2 separate regions of the Sus scrofa genome follow, and region 2 is linked to region 1. The links are chromatin contacts, called in public HiChIP or PLAC-seq maps. All regions are on one chromosome and are shown on one strand. Each heading gives the region's core, a stretch centred on a gene start, on an enhancer-like site or on the middle of the called end of the contact. The rest is flanking DNA. Distances are from core to core; before and after follow the strand shown. Region 1 overlaps TCTN1 (tectonic-1). Region 2 holds the start of CCDC63 (coiled-coil domain-containing protein 63).

Region 1 (6,861 bases), core at 943-3,442:
CCCATGGCATATGGAGTTTCCCAGGCTAGGGGTCCAATCAGAGCTGTAGCCATTGGCCACAGCCACAGCATTGCAGGATTGGAGCTGCGTCTGCAACCTACACCATAGCTCACGGTAACACTGAATCCTTAACCCACTGAGTAAGGCCGGGATCGAACCCACATCCTCATGGATAATGGTTGGGTTCATTAACCATTGAGTCACAATGGGAACTCCTTTTTTTTTTTTCTTTCTTTCTTTTTAGGGCTGCACATGTGGCATGTGGAAGTTGCTGGGCTAGGAACTGAATCAGAGCTGCAGCTGCTGGCCTACACCACAGCCACAGAAACACCAGATCCGAATTGCGTCTGTGACCTATGCCACAGCTTTCAGCAACGATGGATCCTTGACCCACTGAGCAAAGTCAGAGATTGAACCTGCATCCTCATGGTTACTAGTTGGATTCTTAACCTGTTGAGCCATAGCAGGAACTCCCACATTCAGTTTCTTGCTCAGGCTCACTCGGGTGGCAGTGAAGCAGGGATGCAACTCATGCAACTGCCTCCCATGGATCCTACTTCTCCTTCAGTTGCATCATGGAATCCGTGGATTAGCTCTCTTGGCAGTGGAAGGCAACAGGCATGGCTCTGCAGTCCTTAGCCAGCCTCACTGTGCAGAAGCCTGCTATGCCATGGATGGTAGCATGTGGCCTAATGAAGCAACACTTGCCACATGAAGGAATACATTCTGTTGAGAAGATGCTTAACCTTGCTCACACAGTAGGAACAGTGTAAATTAAAACCAACTGAGATATCATTTCCACCTAATGGATTGGCAAAGTGTAAGGATGTTAAGGCTGTGGAGAAATAGTCACTTGTCTATATAGCTGGTGGGACTAAAAATTGGATTAGCCTCTGTATTGATACCACTTTGGCAATAGGTATCAAAATTGCAAATGAATATGCCCTTTGACTTAGCTGTTCTAGAAGCTGGTCCTGCAGAAACTCTGGCCCACGTACAAAACAATAAACTACAGCATTGTGTATGATAGCAAAGCTGGAGACTGCTTACGTGTCCATTCATGGGGAACTGATTGAATAGATTATGGTGTGTCTATAATAGAATACTAATTATTCCTAAAAAAGGAGGAGGAAGCTCTTCATGTACTAAGGTAGGCTGAACTCTAAGATAAATTGTTCAGTGAAAAAAAAACAACAAAGGGCAGAATATATATTGTGTGTTTGTTTCCAAAAGGAGGCAGAAATACTAAAATTATATTTATATACACACCTTTATTTGCATAGGATATTTCCAGAAAGATACGAGAAAGTTCATGCTGATTGTCTCTGGGGAAGGGAACTGATAGTTGCTGGGGGCTGGGGACAGGGTTCAGAGGGAGACTTATCTCAGTATCTTTTTGTGCCTTTTGAATTTTGAGTCATGTGAATGTATCACATATTTGAAAAATAATTTCTTAAGCCCTATCTTAAGCAAGTTTTGCGTCATAACTTTGCGGTTTTACTTAGATTACAATTTTTCAGTTACCATTGGACAGTTGAAAATTTTTTTCCCTTTTTCCTTGGGAATGTTACGATTTCCAGCATTTCTGGTTAACCAAGCTGTTAAGTGTACCAGAAGGATAAATTTGGAACAGTGTGAAGAAATAGAAACCCTGAGCATGGCTTATTACAGCAGCCCTAAAATTTTGAAGGTAAGAATTATTTTGAAGTGAAACCGATTCATTAGATTTGTTTTCTGTTCTTTGTACCCTTTTAAAATATGACAACTAGAGAATCAGTTCAGTACATGATTGACACTCCAAATTTTTCTTCTCCAGTTCTTTAGAATACTGATACCAAAGATATTGAAATGATCACTTAAAATAATTTTTATTTTTATATAGTTAGCTCATATTTTGCTTTCATTTTTTTCTTTTTGCTTTCAGTCATTTTGATGGTAACCAATAATGTCTGTCTCATGAATTTAAAAAACCTTTATTAATAACCAAAAACTTTAGAATTATAAAAGCATTTTAATGACTATCACAGAAATGATCATATTAGCACCAAAAAGTTCTTTGTGGTTGGAAAATGAAATAAGCACCCAGGAAAGGACAGGAAATAGGTGTGCTGGAGAAGGGAACAAGGCCCCTTCTTCCTGCTTGCAGTGACTGAAGCCTGAACTGAATAGATGAGAGAGGAAGCTGACCCACTCAGTGAATGACGTGGAGGGTCACGGGGGAGAAGACATTTGACTGTGATTAAAGACCATATGATGATTGTGAAAGCCTCTCTCTCCTCCTGATTTCTTTCTTTTGCAGTAGGGAGTGTGGGAGTAGGGGGTCCATGGCACCTGTATTCATTGGAGCTTCAGTTTTCAGAATCAAGTTTAACCTTTTCCTCCCCCCGTCAGCCATCTATGCCTGTGAATTCTTCCAGCTGCTATGACTTCTCACAGTTGTCCTGGAAGCAATCCCTCAGGCGTGCAGGCATAGTTCTCTTTCAGCTCAGGGCCCCAGGCATGTCTACTCATCTCCCTTCCCAGAGCTCCCAGTGGCCTAATAGGATGTCTTGTGGTTGGAGGTGGGGACAGGAGTGAAGGGAAAGCGAGTCCTTCAGGATAAGAGCTCCAGCTGCACTGTGGAGCCAGGAGCTTGGCCTCGAGGCAGGAAGAGCAGTTAGGGGACCAGAGCTGGGCAGGCAGTGGTGTCCTTCTGGTGAGGACAGGCCCAGTGCAAGTGACCAGGAGGATGGGAGCCATGTCTCCATTACTGTGCTGTGATGACCATATGGAAAATACTGAATAATGACTGAAGTCCACTGAGGTATGGAGGCTTCCAGAGATGAGCCCTGCCAGACTGGTCTAGTGAGTTTCCAATCTGAAGGAAATGGATGTGGAAGGAGAATATAAAGTTACCTCTTTCATTGTGATGGAGATTACAAAAATATAGATAGATGGCAAGTCTTTATTAAGAACATTTCTGTTTTCCTCTTTGAGAAATCTTTAATATGGTGAATATGCCCTTTAACCCACACTCCAAAAAAGCAATAAAAATGTTTCTTTTTGTTGAACTTAACAAAATTTGTTGTTCTTTTTATCTAGGTGCCTGGTTCAGGAACAAAGGTAAGAGTACTTCTTAGTGGAATTGTCTTATTTTGGAGCCCTTTGAAATGAATACATTATGATTAGAAGGGTACATTTTTGCCAGTAACAAAAACATTTGCCAGAAAGCATGAAGAAATGAAATAGGGAAACACCTTATAGACCACCTTTTTATGATCACAAAAGGGTCATATTTTCAAATTCCCTTAGTTTTGTAGTCCACACTTGTTCATATTTAATGACCTAGCTGTCTTGAGTGACTGTGTGGTAGGTACTGTGTGATAGGTTCTGTGCTTTTAGGGAGTGCCTTGATATTGTCTCAGTTTCTTGTCAGGAGAGCTGGCTAGCTCCCAGCATGCTATGTGTCCATGTAGAAGATAGAAACATTTTGCCCAGTGAATGTACACACTCGTGTAGGAGGTGAGCACTCTCAGAGTAGCTTCCAGGGTTGGGTCACAGGTAGGTTCTATTCAAAGCCTTAACGCCCCAGCCCAGGGGCTCTCTAGGGCTGTGGTCAGGAAGCCACATCTCTTTGTGGATATGTCAGAAGGATGGTGGATCTTACCTCTTATTTTGGGGTTTGCGTCCTGTGCCTGCCTGTGAATACAGTCCCCAAGAAGGCCCAAGGCCATGCATGACCTTGTCCTTGTCTTCCAAAGCCTGAGGAGCCTCAGCCTTGGTTCCAAACTCTGCTTTGCCATTATTGGGTGACATGTACTTCAGTCTCCCCAGTTGCAGGTGGGGGTAGGTGTCTGCCCCAGAGGCTTGAGGTAAGGCTCCAGTGAGAGGACACACAGGTGGTGATTGGCGCGGCGTCGGTTACATGGTACTCTGCAGATAGCAGTCCCTGCTGTGATTGATTTCATCAAGTCTCTGGTCACAAACATGTTCGAGATAGCCATCTGGGAGGAAATAGTCTTGTGACTTTGGATTTCACACTACTGTGTGTGGGCCTGGATGTGCGAAAGTGCTGCCAAACTTATTTTTTAATTAATTACTTAATTTTGGCCACACCTATGGTAAGTGGTAGTTCCCAGGCCACAGACTGAACCCATACCATAGCTGTGATCCGAGTCACTGCAGTGACAATGCTGGATCCTTAACCTGCTACACCGAAAGAGAACTCCTGTCAAACTTATTTTAGTTACAGTACATCTTTAAGCAGAACCTTCCCTGGTGTGTAACATGGATCGAATCCAAAGCCCTAGTTGGAGCAGGGGTGGGGTCAGAAGCCCTCTACCTGCGCAGTCTCCCCATCTTCTGTTTGGTCCCTCTGGAGGAATCCTATGGCTCCTAGGGACCCAGTTTGAAAGCCATATAGTAGACCAGCTCTTAAATACCTCCAACCACTAAAAAAATGCTTTTATTCTACCATTCAAAGCTTGAACTGTCTGTGGGGGCAGCCTCCCTGTCCACCATGTGGCATCAGTACTAAGGTGGTTTCTAGTATGTTTTGGGCAATCAGTGGACAATTCAACGAATGAAGGTTTGGTTCAATCAAGTAGGGAAGACCTATTATGAGAAATAATGGGACATTACTGAGGGGCATGTATGTGCCAGGTTCTGTTCTAAGCACTACTCCAGTCCACGGTCCTCGAGTTGTTCCAGCCATCCTAGGAGATAGGTCCTTTTGTTGGCACTCTCTGGCACATGAGTGAGAGAGATGCATTAGCCTGCCCAAGGCTACACACCGGAGAGTGGCAGAGCTGGGGCAGCAAGCCAGGCTCTCTGGCCCCAGAGACCTTATTCTTAACTATGACACTGGACTGGCTCTACTGTGTGCCAAGCCCTGAGTTAGAAGTTTCACACATTCTCTCTTTGCATTTTGTGGCCACGTGTTCAGGACTTCTAACTCAGATCTGTGTGGCACCAGAGCTTGTGCTCATATCCGAGATGTGTTTAATTTTATTTTTATGCATCCGTGGCATATGGAAGTTCCCAGGCCAGGGGTTGAATCTGAGCACCTGGATCCTTTAACCCACTGCACTGAGCTGGGGATCAAACCCGTGCTGCCACAGAGACGACTCTGGATCTTAACCTGCTGTGCCATAGCAGAAACTCCGAAGTTAAAAAAAAATTTTTTTTAATGCAGCTTCCAAAGTGAGTTAGAGGATCAGGAATATAAAAATTGGATCCAACCATTAAATGAAGCCCGTTATGATTGCCTGGAATGGTTGTCAGTATCTACTGAACCATTAGAGAAAGGTCGTCATGGCCCTGTCGTTGCATTGTTAAGTGTGCTTTAGTTCTTTGCCTTTTGTAGCTTGTGAATGGGAGACATTGAATAGGACATTCAGGAAACCAGAACAGCCCTAGCATTTCCATTCCTCTGACTGTTCCATTTGATGTTGATAGACTAGTGCAGCCCTTGTCACTTAACCTCATCCGTCGGTCTTCACAAAGCTGGTTTAAACTGAACCCTTCTGTGTCTGCCAGCCACCCTCACTCACCATGAGAATGGCTCCTCAGCGGCTTGTGTGGGAGGTGTGCCACATCAGGACATGCTCAGTTAAAGGATCCCAGGGTTGTCTGATGACTTAAACTTACGAGATAATTAACTCAGTCGCATGGGACTCCCTGCGGAACTCTTAAACCCAGTGGTGCTGCTTGTTACGCAGAGGACATTGTGATGACAGGTGTTGCCCTTCTGTGACTCTGTCACATGACAGCCGTCTTTGCTTCCAAACCATGTCATGTTCTTTTCTATTAGAGGTTTTACTTACAAGGACAGTTGCAGGTCTTCTTGGTCATGGGAGCAGACACGTAAGAACTACTTGTTTATCTGTAAATGACAGTTGGAATACTTGGTAATTTTGATTATAAACAGCATGGTACATGGTTGAGGGCAAAGTTCAAAGCAATGTAAACAACTCGATACAAGTTAGATTCCTCCCTAAACAGTGGTTTCTAAGAGCAGACATTTAGAGCAAACGTCCAGTTTGTCTCACGATATGAAGCAGCCCAAGAATCTAAAGGTTTGAGCCATTTATAGGATTGCTTGGTGCCTTGTCACTCTGCCATGAGTGAAAAATGTCCTTTAATAGCATTGGTCTGACCAGGGCTTCCTCATTGTGCTTCAGCGATTTATCTGTCTCTGCTTTTCTTACCCATGTCCCACAGCCCTGTGTGTGTGTGTGTGTGTGTGTGTGTGTAAGAGTGCATGTAGAAGTTGTGTATAAATTGGGTCAGAGGGGTTGATAGGGTTGAGGGGATGGACCCTGGCACTGTGTGGAGAATGCGTACGTGTGTGTATAGAGTGAGTGCATTTTTTTTTGTCTTTTTGCTATTTCTTGGGCCGCTCCCGCAGCATGTGGAGGTTCCCAGGCTAGGGGTCTAATCAGAGCTGTAGCCACCAGCCTACGCCAGAGCCACAGCAACTCGGGATCCGAGCCGTGTCTGCAACCTACACCACAGCCCACAGTAACGCCGGATCGTTAACCCACTGAGCAAGGGCAGGGACCGAACCCGCAACCTCATGGTTCCTAGTCGGATTCATTAACCACTGTGCCATGACGGGAACTCCTTTTTTTCTTTTTTTTTTTTTTTTTTTGCCGAGCTGTTTCTGAGACCTATACCACAGCTCACGGCAACGCCGGATCCATAACCCACTGAGCAAGGTCAGGGATAGAACCCACAACCTCATGGTTCTTAGTTGGATTCGTTAACCACTGAGCCACGACGGGAACTCCCAGAGTGAGTGCATTTATCAGGAGCTGTGGTTTGCATGTGAAAGTTTATTATGCATTTGATGGTGTGATAGGAATTCACACATCATAAAAC
Region 2 (5,979 bases), core at 1,185-3,684, 150 kb after region 1:
ACTGTAATTGTAGGGGTGCACCATACAACCTTGCAGGACAGATGCCACCTTGGTCCGGGGAATTGGGAGCCAAATCTCATGTCATGCTGGCATTTTCATGGACAACATCCTGCAATCCTCATGATGAATTTGTAGTTGGGTCTGCAACCCATTGTTGAGATGAGTAAGCTGAAGCTCAGAGAGGTTCACTGACTTGATGGAGGCTGCACAGCTAGTCAATTACAGAGTTGGGATCTGAATGCATTTGGATTTGCCCTTGATCCCACAGGCTTTCCACTGCTGTATGGTTATTCTCAGTGAGCCATCTGCTTTGGCTCTCTCCTGCCTCAGTCTTGGTTGCAGCCTGTGGTCCTGGCAGCAACCCAGGAGGCCCTCCCCAGAGTGCTGACGTTCATCCCTTTGCCCAGGCTGCAGCTGGCATCTGTATAGGGGTTGGTTGCTTAGCAACATGGATCCAGATTCTGCCCTGAGCCAAGGGAACCATTTCCTCAGTCTTGGCTGCAGGAAATTCAAGGAGAACAGCCCCAGGAGGATCTGAGGGAGGGTGGCATGGGGAAAGCAGGGACAACTATGTCCCTGGGAGGGCCTGGAGATGGGGACCCTCCTTTAGAGGAAGATTCAGCTTCAGGGACAGTGAAAGGGAACCAGGAGATCTGGGTCAATCATAATAAAATGATTTATTATTATGAGCACAGCTACATTTCTTGAGAACTACCTTGAGCCAGGAACTGTGCTAAGTGCTTTACAGTCCATGATCCTCCCCAGACTCCATGCATTAGGTTACTACTATTATGTCCTTTTTGCAAACGCATCCAGGACTCATCGGGGTTACCTGACTTGTCATGCAGCTAGAAAATGGGGAAGCTGGGATTTGAACTCAGGCCTCTCTGACCCCCCAGCTCAGAGCCCATTACAGCCCTTATTGGGCCTTTGATGGAGAAAATCTACCATAGGCTCCCAAGGCTCTGGGAAGGGTGCCCTACTCTCCCTGTCATTCTGCTTGCTCCAGGCATAATTCTTGCTTTATTTACTCAAACACTCTAACTTCTTTTCAGCCACAGGGCCTTTGCTCATGCTGTTCCTTCTGCCTAGGATGCTCTTCCATCTACTCCCTTTCCTTGGTTTACTCTTACTCATCCTTCCCAACTCCAATGAAACATCACTTTATTCATTTATCCATGACCCAAAGATAGTTGCTGAGCACTTCCCAATGCCAGGTAAACATTAGTAAATAAAATGTACATGACTCCAGCTTTCCTGGAGTTTACAAGCTAATGGAAGAGATAATAAATGAATAGACATGCCACAATTGCAAGGGAAGCATTCCCTGACTCCCCTGCCCTTTGGTAAGAATAATTAACTAATTAATTAAATTATTAATTATAAATTAACCATATGATTATGAGTGCTGGTCTCCCCTCCTAGGCTGTGAGGCCAAGGACTGTGAGGCTGTACCATGAAAGTTGGTATTATTATTATCCCCATTTCATAGATGAGGAAACTGAGGGACAGAGAGTTTGAGCAAATTGCCCAAGGTCACAGAGCTGGTAACAGGTGGAGCCAGGATTTGAACCTATGGCTCCAGGATCTATGTTTTCAATTGGTAGGTTATGAGATGATTAGGAAGAAAGAGAAAAGAAAGAAGTAAAGAAAGAAAGAAAGAGAAAGAAAGTAAAGAAAGAAAAAGAAAAAAGAAAGAGAAAGGAAGGAAGGAAGAGAGAAAGAAAGACCTCATCAGTGGTTGTGCCTATTTTGGCCAGCCAGGTCCCGCAGGAAGTTTCAGAGCCAGGCCCAGCCACAGCTGCCTTCACCTTCCCTGCTGCTGTGGGGCAGCCCAGGGTTGCACAATACACTGGGAAAATCCTTGCCACCCACCAGCTTGCTTTGGGCCATGGGGAGGAAGCAGGAGAAGACAGCTTTGAATGTGAGAGGGACTTTCTGGGATCAGCATTCCAAACTTCTTTGCTGGATAAACTGGGGTCTCAAGAGTTCCATCTCACAGCTCCTCAACCCAGCCCAGAGTTCCAAAAAGTGCTTGATAACTCTGCCCCAGTATTCTAGAGGACACATTCTCACAAGTCTGTGAGCCAATAACCTGGGTTTTCTGGGATCTTCTGTGTTCTCCTACTAAGAAAGGATTCTGGCCACAAAGACCCTGGGAACCGTTTTATGCAAGGCTGGGGCCAAGGAACAGAGCCAAGCCCTTTTTATACAAAGGATTTTTATATTGTCTTGTGTTACTGAGTTTGTATAATGTACCAAGCAGTGTGCTAAGAATTTCACGTGGATCTACACCTCCAACAGCATATAGCAAAAGTCTTGGCTCTGACATAATTTTGTTCCCTTTTTTACCAGCTGTGTGGCCTTGAGCAAGTTCCTTCATTTTTCTGAGCTTCCGTTTCCGTTTGACGTTAGCAAGATGGAGGTACTTGTCCAAAGTCACATGCTAGTAAGAAGGAAAGCCACATTTTTCCACCCACAAAACTTTCCTTAGTTCTTGATATCTGAAAACGTATTACTGTTTGTGGGCAGGAAGCGGGCAGAGCTGATTAAGACTCTACTGCTTTCAAGGAGATTACAATCTTCAGAAGGAATAGCAAATGCGATTTTTACCTGATAGATATCTTGAATCAGTTGGTAATGGCTGCCTGCCTGACCGCTGCATCCCGGCTCTGCGGAGAAAGGATGCCAGGATTGATTAGTAATGCCTGCTGAGGGATTCCAAGTGAGGAACTATTTGCTGTGCGTTTGGAACTCGAAACACCAAAGGTAGAGTTTAGAATGGTCTTTGAGGTGGCCAGACGGAGACTGCTAAGAATAAAGTGAGGGTCTGCATGGAACGCTGCAAGGGGAGGGGAAGAAGAGACAAAATTTGCATTTCAGGGAAAACTTTGGAGATGGGAGATTTTCTCTGAGGGGAAAGGGGTGGACTGTGGCTGCGAAGCCGTGTGTGGTGCAGCTCTCCAAACTGGAGGTCTCTGGGAAGACGGGACAGTACAGTCGACTAAAGAGTGCATAGGCTCTGGATGAAAAGAAACCTGAATGCAAGCCCTGACCCGTCATTTATTTAATGTGCAACTTGGGACCTATAGATTAACCTCTCTGAACCTCAGTGTCCTGTTCTGTAAAATGGGGGAGGGTTAATGGGTTGATTGCTTACTTTGCCATAGTGAACACTGACAACAATAGTACTTGCTGGTGGTGTTATCAGCGCTGCCCTTCTCTGGACTCCGGGGGGGTGACGCTCACTCCGCAGCAGGTGAAAGTGGCGCCCCTTGGTGCGCCAACACGAATGATTCCCTGAAGAAGCAGAAGCCCAGAGAGGTTGTTCCTCGCCTAAGTCACACAGCTGGCACATGGCAGACCTGGTATTTGAACTTTGGTTTGACTGCATAGTCCAGGCTTGTAACTACCAGGACCTCCTACCCACGACCAATTATTTGCCAATTTGGAAAACAGTTCAACATTCATGACGGTTGGGACTTTGGGAGAGGGCTTAAGCTGTGTAACTTACCCATGTGGATTTTTCTGCAGGGGTAGGGTAGCGAGTGAACTCATTTTCATGCCTGTGAAGACCCCGAGCACCGTGCCTGGTGTGCAGTGAAAGTAACTCAGAGCAGGAGGGTTGCTGGGAGGTTGAACCCCATTCTGAAACTGAGTGAGAAGGACAGCCCTAAAAAAAAAGAGGGTGGCAGTAGAATTTTCAAGGAAAGGGAAGCAGATGAGTCCTTGGGCTTGGGGCAAAGAGGTAAAGGGGCTGAGGAAACAGACTTGGGGGCTACTGGTGTGTCGATCTGCAGGGACATCTGTCAATCAGTTTGGGTCCCACAGGGGACAAGGGGGTAGCTGATGAGCGTTGGTGAAGGGCTTGAAGCACAGCTGTGGGCAGGAGAAAGGGAACTAGCAGAAGGTGATGGCTTCTTTGACTGGCAGGAGCAGGGAGGAGTGTGGGGAAAGGCTGCTCTGGGATCTGGAGAGAGCAATAACCTTGAGACGGAGGCGGGCTGGAGGGAGAGGAATCCTGCTCCCCAGGGCCAGGCCGCTGGCATCCAGACAGCATGGGGGTGGGGTGGGTGAGGGAACCTCCTCCCTGCTAAAACTTTGGCGACTGAATAAACACGCGATCCCGATGGGGATGATTTCCGAACATCCTGGCAGCTCTCATGTTCTTTAATTTGATAATATCGACTCTTTCAGCTTTTATTTTCTGAGACCTCAACTTCTGTGGAATCTGGTGGAACTTTCAAATAATGCAGATTCGGGGCAGGTAGCTGAGAGGATTGGGGACCACGGGTGTTTGTCTGCAGCCCTGCATGGGGTGGCGTGCATGTGCAAGCCAGAGAGGTTCCCAGAAGGTGAAAAACACACCATCCTCAAAGTCCCTGCTGTTATTAATCAGCAGACTTCTCAGGAGCAGGTGTGCCTGAATGAATTTTGGGGTCACAGCAGATAATCCAGTCTGGCCAGGCTATACCAGGTGACCCAACTGTCCTCCTGATCCTGAGCCTCTAGATAAGGGGATTAATCTAAAATCTCTCAGAGGAGAGGACGTTTTTTGAGAAAGCTTGGATTTGAGAAATTGAAAGCTAGACTTAGTGACCTCAAATTGGTTCCCTGGAATCACTGAGAAAAGCTGCCATTGCAATCGAGACCCCGAGGAATGTGTGGGCAGAGAACATGATGTTTAGAAGGGTCTGTCTGGGAGAGAGAGTTTCCTGGTTGCCTGGCAGGTTACGGTTCTCACGCTGTCAGAGCTGTGGCTTGGGTCACCGCTGTGGGTGCAGGTTCGATCCCTGGCCCTGGAATTTCTACGTGCTGCGGGAGTGGCTAGAAAGAGAGGGAGGGAGAGAGAGAATGGCCTAGGAGGAATGCAGATAGAAAATTAGGAAGATAGAAAATAATGCCCTCTGATGGGGCAGTTAAGACCAAGTGCTATTTGGTAGTCACTGAATAGAGCCAGACAGGCTGGATTTGGATCCTGTCTCTGCCTCTTACTCATTGTGTGACATTGAGCAAGTCAATTCCTCTCCCTCTGCCTCAGTCTCCTCATCTGTAAAAGTGGACAGTAATAAAACCCACTTCATAGAGATGTTCTGAATGAAAGTTTGCAAACACCTAAACAGTGCCTGGTATGTAGTATAAAGCATTACATGTATATGTTTGCTTAATAAATAGGTAAACAAGAATACAGGTTGTTTTTCAGATTTTCCAACCTTTCCAGGAAAGCAAATCTGAAGTTTTAACAATCCAAGTTTTAATAATGGCAGTAATGGCAACAGCCAGGCAGTTTAGAAATACCCTAATATTGACTTAATGTTGTGAGGTAGATACTGTTATTACAGTATCCATTTTACAGATGGAGAAACTGAGGTACAGAGGGGTCATATGACTTGCCCTAAAGTTACACACTAGTGAGTGGCAGAAATGGAAAGCAGAGTAACCAACTTTCCTGGTTTCATGAACTAGAAGTGCATGTCCAAGGAAACTCTTCAGTCTGGGTGAACCAGGACTTTTTTTTTTTTTAGTTGAAGCATAGTTGTTTTCTAATGTTGTGCTAATTTCTGTTGTACAGCAAATTGATTCAAATATATATATTTTAATATTCTTTTCCGTTATGGTTCATCAGGGGATGTTGAATATAGTTCCCTGGGCTAAACAGTAGGACCTCGTTATCCATTCTATGTATAACAGTTTGCATCTGCCAACCTCAAACTCCCACTACACTCCTCCCCCACTCTCCTCCCCTTTGGCAGCCACAGGTGTGTTCTCTATGTCTGCGAGTTTGTTTCTGTTTCATAGATAAGTTCTGTGTTATATTTTAGATTCCACATATAAGTGATATCATATGGTATTTGTCTTTCTCTTTTGGACTTACTTCACTGTTAGCATGATAATCTCTAGGTCCATCCATATTGCTGCAAGTGACATTATTTAATTATTTTTTTTTTTTTTATGGCCCAGTCGTATTCCATTGTATAT

What was found. HiChIP or PLAC-seq counts read pairs in DNA pulled down with a chosen protein or histone mark.
Region 2: an H3K27ac HiChIP or PLAC-seq map of alveolar macrophages shows a contact between it and region 1. The contact joins the promoter of CCDC63 here to the enhancer-like site in region 1. A contact is called at or near these places in 7 of 47 Hi-C or Micro-C datasets (alveolar macrophages, embryonic fibroblasts, fetal heart ventricle and 2 more) and 2 of 2 datasets of contacts at active chromatin or transcription factors (alveolar macrophages and skeletal muscle).

Annotation. Positions count from the first base shown.
Region 1 is chr14:31,992,674-31,999,534 of Sscrofa11.1, forward strand. It overlaps TCTN1 (tectonic-1), which reads left to right. Exons shown (of 15, transcript XM_021074349.1): 6 at 1,581-1,690; 7 at 3,082-3,102. Among named protein-coding and RNA genes, the nearest start is that of TCTN1, 42 kb to the left of the region's middle. Within about 2 kb of position 2,193, at least 3 of the 83 cell types and tissues checked have an H3K27ac peak or open chromatin away from gene starts, as enhancers often do. A contact at or near this core is called in alveolar macrophages, where this site is marked.
Region 2 is chr14:32,137,889-32,143,867 of Sscrofa11.1, forward strand. CCDC63 (coiled-coil domain-containing protein 63) reads left to right here and starts at 2,435. Exons shown (of 13, transcript XM_021072528.1): 1 at 2,435-2,769.